Linked DNA regions of Mus musculus: all the other regions are linked to region 3. Evidence: chromatin contacts called from public promoter capture Hi-C data. All regions are on one chromosome and are shown on one strand. Each heading gives the region's core, a stretch centred on a gene start, on an enhancer-like site or on the middle of the called end of the contact. The rest is flanking DNA. Distances are from core to core; before and after follow the strand shown. Region 1 holds the start of Anapc5 (anaphase-promoting complex subunit 5). Region 2 holds the start of P2rx4 (purinergic receptor P2X, ligand-gated ion channel 4). Region 3 has its middle 28 kb from the start of Anapc7.

Region 1 (3,012 bases), core at 376-2,875, 370 kb after region 3:
TAACGGGCAAAGAGCTTCGGACTGAGAAACGACTGAAAAGAGTCATTTATCAATCATTCCAAACGAGACACATGGAATCAGGATTTTCCTGACTATGCAAAATACGAAGACATACTTCACATTTGTAGATTGGTTTTAGTCAATGGAATAATCTATTAAAAAAAAAAGGAGAAAGAAAAATGAACAGGATTTATAGGATAAGGCTCTCTTTCCTTTGTTACTCTTAACAGGCAACGCTGAGCCCGTCTCCATCAGTTAAATGGACTTAATAATCACTATCTCCTTTGTCTGTGGAAAAGTTAAGTGGGAGACTGTGAAAGGCTTTGCACACCGGGAAGCACTATACAAAGGTGGGTGCTCTAGTTCTCCTGAGTATAAACACATTTCATCGTTTTCTGAACTGGGGAAGGAAGGCTAACCCAGAAGCAGAGCCTTCTCTAGACAAGGTTTAAAATTACTCACTGGGGCCATTTTTAGAAAGTCAGTGTTTACACCACTCTAGATGTAGGTAACCCAACTCGACTTCTTGGGAAATTGTATTTGACATATACTATTTTAAGATTGCCTGTATGGCTGGGTATACAGCTCTAATCTCAGCACTCAGGAGACAAAGGCAGGGGGATCTCTTGAGTTGGAGGCCACCCTGGTCTACAGAGCGAGTTCCAAGACATCCAGGGCAACACAAAGAAACCCTGTCTTGAAAAACAAACCACGGGTTGGTGAGATGGCTCAGCGGTTAAGAGCACTGACTGCTCTTCTGAAGGTCCTGAGTTCAAATCCCAGCAACCACATGGTGACTCACAACCATCTGTAATGAAATCTGACCCCCTCTTCTGGGGTGTCTGAAGACAACTACAGTGTACTTACATATAATAAATAAACAAGTTAGAAAAAAAGAAAAACAAACCACTACAAAGTGAGTTCCAGGACAGAGAAACCCTGTCTCGAAAAACCAAAAAAAACCCAAAAACAAACAAAAAAAGACAAACAAACCAAACTAAAAGAACCTATATGTTAAAACAAAAACAAAAAAAAAAACCCTCAAAACTTATCATTTATAGGAAAAGAGTTAAACCATGCCGGTTAGCTTAGGATGAAATATCATGCAGTTGCTAGTGTTCTTTTTCAGTGACAAGATGAAGCCCCGCCCCCAGGGCCCCTCCCCCGGGGCTGGACCTTCCCTGCCCTCCAGCTCAGGGCGGGGCCCACGCGAAGCGCGCGCGCGCGTGCGGTAATGGGCGGGAAAGAGCGGGCGCCCCTCACCTGCAGCAGGGGCAGGAGCAGCTGGTTGAGCTTCCGCCGCTCCACGAGGCTGACGGCGCCCTCGCCCGTGCGGCCCATCTCGTTGAGCAGCACCAGGACGGCGATCTTATAGGGCGTCACCCAGTCCTTGATGCCAAACAAGTTGGCGTGCACTACCCCGTTGGTCATCATCGGGCTGAAGTCCTGGCTCTTCGTGGACGCCGGCAAGGACAGGCCCTCTCCAGGCCTGCCACGCGCCGCGCCCACGAGCCGCCTTTACGCCATGGCTGCAGCCGCCCGGCACCTTAACCCGCCCAAGACTGTTTCCCACAGTAGCGGGGGCCTCAGTGTCCCTCTCCCACCCCGGCGGTGCCTTCGACCAATCAAAGACCAGAAGGAAGACTGACAGCCAATCAAAACAGCCAAACCTGTAGTGAGCGGGGGTAGGGGAGGGGGTGGGACATAAATGGTGTTATGGCAAATCGGTTCCCTACAGAAACGCTCAACCAAGGCGACCAGGTTCCTAGTCGACGTGGACAGGGATCTGGGAGGAAGACGCAGGGATTTTGATCAGAGACAGCGTGAACTACAGGCCACGCGTGTATTTATTTAATTTGATCTTCCTTCTCGCCCCCATTTAATTGCATCTTTGCCTCTAGCGGTACACGAAATTGAACAAGACACCTCGCCTGTATATGTGTATACCAGGGAAGCTCTCTTAACAAAGACCTTCAGCTGAAGCGATGCTCCTCCCCTTTTGGAGAAAAAAAAAAAAAAACTTACTAAGTAGCATAAACTGGCCTTGAACTCGCGACAATAGCTGAGATGATTTGAATGATCTACCCTGCCCAAAAGACATTTTTAAATCATTGTATTTAAAAGCAATGGGATTAAATTGGCATGTTTAAATTATATTTGCATACTAGATGTGATAGCTCCCTGCCTCTTACTCCAGCAACCTGGAGGCACAGGCAGTGGCAAGCACATCTCCATAAATTCGAGGCCAACCTGGTCTATAAAGCCAGTTCCAGGCCAGCTAGGTCTGCATAGTTAAGAAGACCCTGCCTCAAAAAACTTTTTTTTCGCTAGGCAATGATGGCACACGACTTTAATCCCAGAACGTGGGAGGCAGAGACAGACAGATTTCTTTTCTGAGTTCAAGGCCAGCTTGGTCTACAGAGTGAGTTCCAGGACAGCCAGGGCTACACAGAGAAACCCTGTCTAGAAAAACAAAAACAAAAAGCATTTTTTTCACTCATATTAAATTTTTTTGATACAAGGTGTCACCATGCAGCCCTTTGTAGAACCTGCCTCTGCCTCCCTACTAGCAGTAGGGAGCCACCATGCCTGTCCTTATTCTCCTTTTGTAAGGACAAGAGCCCATGTTTTTCTTCAACATCTCACAAATGCCATTTGTAGGCAGCTACGTGTCAGTTTGCAAGTGCGATACCCATAGTGAAACAAAAGGTAAGACCACCTTCTTGTGAATGGATATCTGTATCCCACCTAAGTCACTACAAAGTCCAACATCAGGTAAATGAAGCTCTTAAAACCAACCCCCGGTCTACAGTATTTTCAGTCTGACTTTTCACAATGCCCCTTCTACTTATCTGTATTTCTCAAGACACTTAGTTCTCTAGAGCTTAAAGTATTATTATCAGGGCTGAAGAAACAGCCCGGTTGTTAAGAGCACTAGAGCACTTGCTGTTCTTGCAGAGAAATTGGGTTTGGTTCCCAGAACCCACATGGTCCATCAGTATCTTCTGGCTT
Region 2 (2,996 bases), core at 251-2,750, 260 kb after region 3:
CAATCGTGGGAGTTTGTTCTCTTTTTTTCCACCACTTATGTTCTAGGGATTAAACTCAGGTTGTCAAATTTGGCAGCATCTATCCTACTCACTGACTATAGACGGAAACAAGGTCTCACTCTATAGTTAGAACTAGGTATATAAACCAGGCTGGCTTTGAACTTGTGCCAATCCTCCCAGCTCTGCTTTCGGACTGCTGGGATAACAGGCATGTGCCACCACACCAGGCTGGCATGTTTTCCCACTAGGCCTTAGATTAAAACTCAAAATCATTCAAATCCCGTGATGAGTCGCTGGTAACAGGGCACTATGACTTGTGTATGAAGAGTTCTTCCCAAACCTTCATGTGTTGAAGGCTTCTTCCCTACGTGGGAGATAATGCTGAGAGGGGACTGGATGCTGAGAGACCTTAACATTGGGAGCTATGACATAACGGCAAATCTTATCTTAGCATTGGGAGGCGGTACAAAGGAGGTGAAGCCAGCTGGAATAACTAATTCCCTGGGACCTGGTGGTGGAAAGACACACCTTGTCCCCATGCCTTTCTGTAAGGTCCACCATGCTCTCTCAGATCCATGGAGCCAAGTGACCAGAAGCTGAAGCTAACTCAGATGAAATAAAAGATGCATGGAGCAGAAAATGAAAAGAACCGCGAGGAGTCTGATTAGAACCTCAAGCCTTGTGTATATTACCTGCTATATTTATACTGCACAGGGCTGAGATGCTCTCACTATGCTTGCTGGACAGTACCTGGTATAAGGGTACTTGGATGTATCTGTTACACTTAATATAAAACGCCTATTAAAAAAACTTCGGAAGGGAATGGATATATGTGACCTTAACAATGGTGTCTCCCCACGGGCTTGAATTTTTCCAATTCTCCCTAAGCTTGCGGTAAGCCATTCTCAATAGCAAGATGGCTACAGGGACCCCCCCCCACCCCCCAGGTGCTGGCTGTTGCCTCCTCTCAGGTGCAACTACGACAGTTATCTGACTAGGGGTAGGGACATGGATCGGCTTCAGGCCTAAGAGGGGTATATGGTGGCATTTGTGGCTGACTTCTGCAGACATCCTAGTACACCAGGTACTTATTCACCCACCCTATAGTTTCATAAAGCAGCACAGCGGGGCTCCCTCCACTACATCCAGATCAAGTTTGCCTCCTTCAGTCAGGGGACTGACTCTTCAGCACTCGGGTCCTCTAGGAATGTAACTCCTATCCAAGTTCCCCTGGCGCACGGCTCGTTATCCTATATCTGAACCGCAGAGCTGTCCTTTGCAACAGAACTCAACTGTCTGCCTTTCAATCCTAGGCCTGAGGGCGTCATTATCCTTGTCCCTCCGGGAGCTGACCTTGCTCCCTGCTCCAGAGGTAATTCGTCCCTTAGTGCTATACCACTCTTGCTTTTTAGATCGTCCCTTTGAGAGGGTCACGAGTTGGGGCGTCACCCTGGGGTGGCAGAGGGGGAGGAGACGCGCTCCTCAGGTCGCGCGCCGCCTATTTCCGGGCCGAGCTGCTGGGCGGGGCTGCTGCCCGGACCCGGTGGTGGTGGTGGCAGCGACAAGGCGACCCGCGGTGGCCACGACGCGGAGCAGCGGGCGGCGGAGCCATGGCAGGCTGCTGCTCCGTGCTCCGGGCTTTCCTGTTCGAGTACGACACGCCGCGCATCGTGCTCATCCGCAGCCGTAAAGTGGGGCTCATGAACCGCGTGGTGCAGCTGCTCATCCTGGCTTACGTCATTGGGTGAGCGGGCCTGGGGAGGGGCCGCGGCTGGGGGCAACCCAGACTGTCGGGACCTGGCAGCGCCCCCTTGCTCGCTCTCTGGGTCTGGGGCAATAGCTGAGCCGGCCAAGCCCCTCCTCCCCGAGTTCAAGGGGCGGCGACACGCCCTCGCCGGGCTCTAGCCAAGCCACCTGGAACCAGCTTGAACAGGACACTGGGGACTACTGGACGTCCTGGGAGCTAAGCCTCGTCTTAGCTAGACTGTCACCCCATCTTTCTCGCATCCTTCCCTCCCGACTTGCTTCATGCTGCGCCTTGGCTTGGTGGAGGGGCAGGGCAGGGAAGGCTTAACTCTGTGCGTCACGGACTTCTCTTCGGTTCCTTTTCAAACTCGGACAGAAACCAAGGCTTGTGGTTTTCATTCGGTACTTTCTGGGTCTGTGGTTTCTGTTACCTTAAGAAGCTTCTGATAACCCAGTACCCTTGAGATGTCACACTTCCCAAAAGTGTCCCAAGGTCACTTCCTTTGTTTTGTTGGATTGGTTGGGAATATGAGTACCCGCCTGATTTTGATTCTAAACTCTGCTCTTCATTACTGTTTATATATACCCTCCCATCACTAGGCGTTATGAAACGTTTAATTTTAATTGGATGCACCTGTAAGGCTGTAATACACCCCAGGAGAGATGGTGAACCTTACCTTGCCTCCTGGGCCCAATTTCAAGGTATTCGAGTGTCAACAGCTGCTAGCGTGACAGGTGGATCTGTTTTCTTACTAAAGGGCCTAAAGCACGGGTCCCCAAACAACACATTGGAGTCACTTAGGAATCCACAAAAAACACAGATAGATTGCCAATTCACAAACTGACTCAGAGCTGTAAGACCTCTGTGCCTGACCACACTCACCTGAGAAAGCTTTGTGTGGCCTTAGGTATATGAAATAGGTACACAGGTGGCTGGAGAGATGGCCCAGAGAGATGGTTAAGAATGCCTAAGATACAGCCTTTAATCCTAGCACTGGTGAGAGACAGGTAGGCAGATATCTATGAGTTCAAAGCCAGCCTGGTCTACATAGTTTCAGGACAACCAGAATTATTACAGTGTCCCAACTAAATAATAAATCAACAGGTCTCCTGCTTTGGTGTTAGGTCTGGAATCTGTTCAGACCGCCTAAGGGCATTCAAAAGAATGCAGAGGAGTTTCCGCTCACAAGGTTGTAGCTTCCACCATATGGAAGCGGTAGACACTAGATAAGACTCGCTGAAGCTGGAGG
Region 3 (2,874 bases), core at 109-2,608:
AGCTGCTGGTGACTGTTTTCTCAGGCCTGAGGTCGCAGGATGATACTTCCTTGTGCCCAGCTCTGCCTTGGAAGAACTCATTCCCCCAAGGTGGTGCTAAAGTCAGACCACCTTGCCTAAAGGCTGAGGGGTGGCTCCTGGATATGTTTCTGTGGAGGAGGGCATGTGAGGCTCCTTCGTCCTTTCTGGTCTCTGCCAGGGCCTTCCGTTCTCCATGCCTATGGCCCTCTGTTCTGAGTGTCAGCACATCCCTGGGGACCTAGGCTAGAGCATGTGGCTGGTCCTTTGGGCTCGAGCCTCCCATGGACATGATTGACCTCTATCTGTAGGCCAGGCCTGCTTTGGGGAAGGCTCGGATCTCCTTGCTGCTGCCTTTAGCCAGACTCAAGGCCTGCAGAAGCTGAGTTTTACAACAACTCATACCAACCCCTCAGCACAAAGGGCTGCCTCTGTGAGCTCGCACACAGCAGGGTTTTGCCTCAGGACTTGAGTGGGAACCAGAGAGAGCAAGAATGGCCATTACCCCTCGTGCCATTAGAGGGCAGATTGGACCTGCTACCTCCAAGCTCAAAGCCACGGAGGACCCTCCCAGTGAGTCCAGAGCTACCACTTCCCAGGGGATGCACAGTGGTTTCTTTCTCTCAATTTATTTTTGGAGCTAGGATCTCATATGTAGACTCTGTAGACCAGGCTGGCCTCAAACTCACAGAGATCTGCCTGCCTCTGCCTCCCAAGAGTTGGGACTAAAGGCATGTGCCACCACCATCCAGACAGTGCTTATTCCTTAAATAAAGCTGTAGTTAGGTGAGAGGCCTGGACTTCTCAGCATTTGGGAGGTAGAAATAGGAGTCAGGGCCACCTCAGCTACATGGTAAATGTGAGGCCAGCCTGGGATGCACCCTTGGGTGTCTTACGTCTGCGACTCTGGGAGCAGCCATACTCAGATTCTCAGCTGTGTCGTTTTATTGTTTTTTTGTTTTGTTTTTTTTTCAGACAGGGTCTTCCTATATAGCCCTGGCTGTCCTGGAACTCGCCACATAGATCACCAGGCTGCCCTCAGAGCCAGAGATCCTCCTGTCTCTGTCCCCCGAAGGCTGGGATTAAAAGCTTGTGCCACTGCAACTGGCCACCAACCCTCATTTTAAACTCTGGCGTTTGTACATAGAAAAGGAGGATTAAAGTCAAGCCGTACAGGGTCATAGATCAAGCACTTGGGGACATTTCCACCTTCACGTTTTATAATTGCTACTAATTTTCAGGGTCAGTCGCTCTCCACAATGGTGGGGCTCCGAGCACGCACTGATGCTCTCTTTTCCCGTCAAGAGCACAGCTGCTCATTGAGCCAATGCTGGGGTGGGGGTGGGGCTTTTCATAGAAACAGTGAGCAGAGGGATGCGTTGGTCCTAGAGTGACATCACAGAGTTCAGTGTACACATCACATGGAAACCTCTGGCTCAGGTCCTCCTAGGTCTACCCTGCTGCTGCATCCACGGCCACTGCTGCTTCTGTTCTCTCAGCGGCTCCTCTGGGACAGCAACACAGATGTCCAAGCCGGAAATGAACTGTTGTCTCCTTGTCCTGGATGACAGAGGTCTCAGGTCACCTCAAGTCCACCTATTGTCCCAACTGAGTTATTATGGTCTGTCTGAAATACCTTGTCACCTCAGTTCTTTAATTTTGTGCATTCTTTCCAGGTTGCTGAAAGTCCCCTCTGGTGGCTTCACGGTCATTCCTGAAAAGGATTCCTCATCCCCCCCCCCCCCATCTGTGAAAGTTTTTCTGTGTTCTGCAGTTTACCTTATCTCCACGATGTGCGGTTTTGAATCCTGTGTGGAAGTTATGTTTCCAGTTACAGGTCATGATCTTTTGCCAGTTCTGGAATATTCTCTGCTGATCAAAGGATCCATCTTTCTAACTCACAAGGGTGAAGTGACAAGGGAGTGCTTGATGCTCTCACCTGCATCCAGCTGTCCATGGTTCCTGCTAATTCTTGCTAGTGTCTTCTCACCAACCTTAGTTGCTGCTCTGTCCCTAATGCCAGCCCATCACCAAGTCCGGGATTTCTGTGGCCACCTTTTTTTTTTTCTTTTTTTTCCCCCACACACTTCAGATTTTGGATTATCTTGAGGTGTTGGGGTACTCAACAGTAGTTCTTCTTTGGAGTTTTGTCAGATGTTTTCCTGGCCTTGGCCTGAGGTGTGAAGCATTCTAAGGGACCAAAGGTGCTTGCCTGGCTGAAGTAGCACCTGCCTGGTATGTGTTTTGTGGCCTTCCCTGCCCACACTGTCCAGCGTCCCTTGGGAGGGGTGCCACCTTCACCACTGCTGGTGAGTTTGCGCTATGCAGTGCTTGCTGTGCCCTTTTAACCTCTGTTCCTGCCAGTGCCAGCCTGTGATTATTTGCACTTGTCTTGGTCTTGTCTCTTGCTATGCCCCATACCGTTTGGAAAGTGGTCTCAGGAAGTCTGGATGGGAGCATGCGTGATCCCTGCTGCTGGGTGGACATTCTGTCAGGAACCTGCCGGTGCTCATCTGCCCTAGTGATTGGAGCTAAGCCAGAATGCATCCATGCCCACTCAATTTGTGACTTGATGGTTCTCACCTCCTAAACCCCCAGCCTTTGTAATCTGCTGCCTGTATCTTGGAGTCCTTTGCTTACAACCTTTGAGACAAGGAATTGATTTATTTTTGTTTCCTTTAAAAGAGATTTTGGCCAGGCAGTGGTGATGTATGCTGTTAATTCCAGCACTCAGGAGGTAGAGGCTGGTGGATCTTGTACAGCTCCAGAAAGGTGGAACCAGCCTTCTGTACGGAGCTATTTTGGGCAGAATGCGCATCACTCACTTCGATTTTTTCCATGGTTTGGATATTCTAA

What was found. Promoter capture Hi-C pulls out the DNA fragments that hold promoters and counts their contacts.
Region 1: a contact with region 3 is called in a promoter capture Hi-C map of liver, with 4 times the contacts expected there. The contact joins the promoter of Anapc5 here to the enhancer-like site in region 3. A contact is called at or near these places in 2 of 39 promoter capture datasets (the C10 cell line and liver), 1 of 15 datasets of contacts at CTCF or cohesin (the NIH/3T3 cell line), 1 of 484 Hi-C or Micro-C datasets (bone marrow-derived macrophages), 4 of 115 datasets of contacts at active chromatin or transcription factors (astrocytes, embryonic stem cells and large pre-B cells) and 2 of 9 other capture datasets (embryonic stem cells and pancreatic islet).
Region 2: a contact with region 3 is called in a promoter capture Hi-C map of liver, with 4 times the contacts expected there. The contact joins the promoter of P2rx4 here to the enhancer-like site in region 3. A contact is called at or near these places in 8 of 39 promoter capture datasets (the C10 cell line, the SN4741 cell line, cranial neural crest and 3 more), 1 of 15 datasets of contacts at CTCF or cohesin (the NIH/3T3 cell line), 1 of 484 Hi-C or Micro-C datasets (bone marrow-derived macrophages), 17 of 115 datasets of contacts at active chromatin or transcription factors (the 230-238 cell line, SST interneurons, bone marrow-derived macrophages and 10 more) and 4 of 9 other capture datasets (adipose tissue, embryonic stem cells, liver and 1 more).

What each region holds. Positions count from the first base shown.
Region 1 is chr5:122,819,717-122,822,728 of GRCm38.p6, forward strand. It overlaps Anapc5 (anaphase-promoting complex subunit 5), which reads right to left and starts at 1,626. Exons shown (of 17, transcript NM_021505.3): 1 at 1,264-1,626. The coding sequence starts at 1,434.
Region 2 is chr5:122,706,044-122,709,039 of GRCm38.p6, forward strand. It overlaps P2rx4 (purinergic receptor P2X, ligand-gated ion channel 4), which reads left to right and starts at 1,501. Exons shown (of 12, transcript NM_011026.3): 1 at 1,501-1,744. The coding sequence starts at 1,611.
Region 3 is chr5:122,448,658-122,451,531 of GRCm38.p6, forward strand. No RefSeq gene overlaps it. Among named protein-coding and RNA genes, the nearest start is that of Anapc7, 28 kb to the left of the region's middle. Within about 2 kb of position 1,359, at least 13 of the 459 cell types and tissues checked have an H3K27ac peak or open chromatin away from gene starts, as enhancers often do. A contact at or near this core is called in SST interneurons, liver and pancreatic islet, where this site is marked.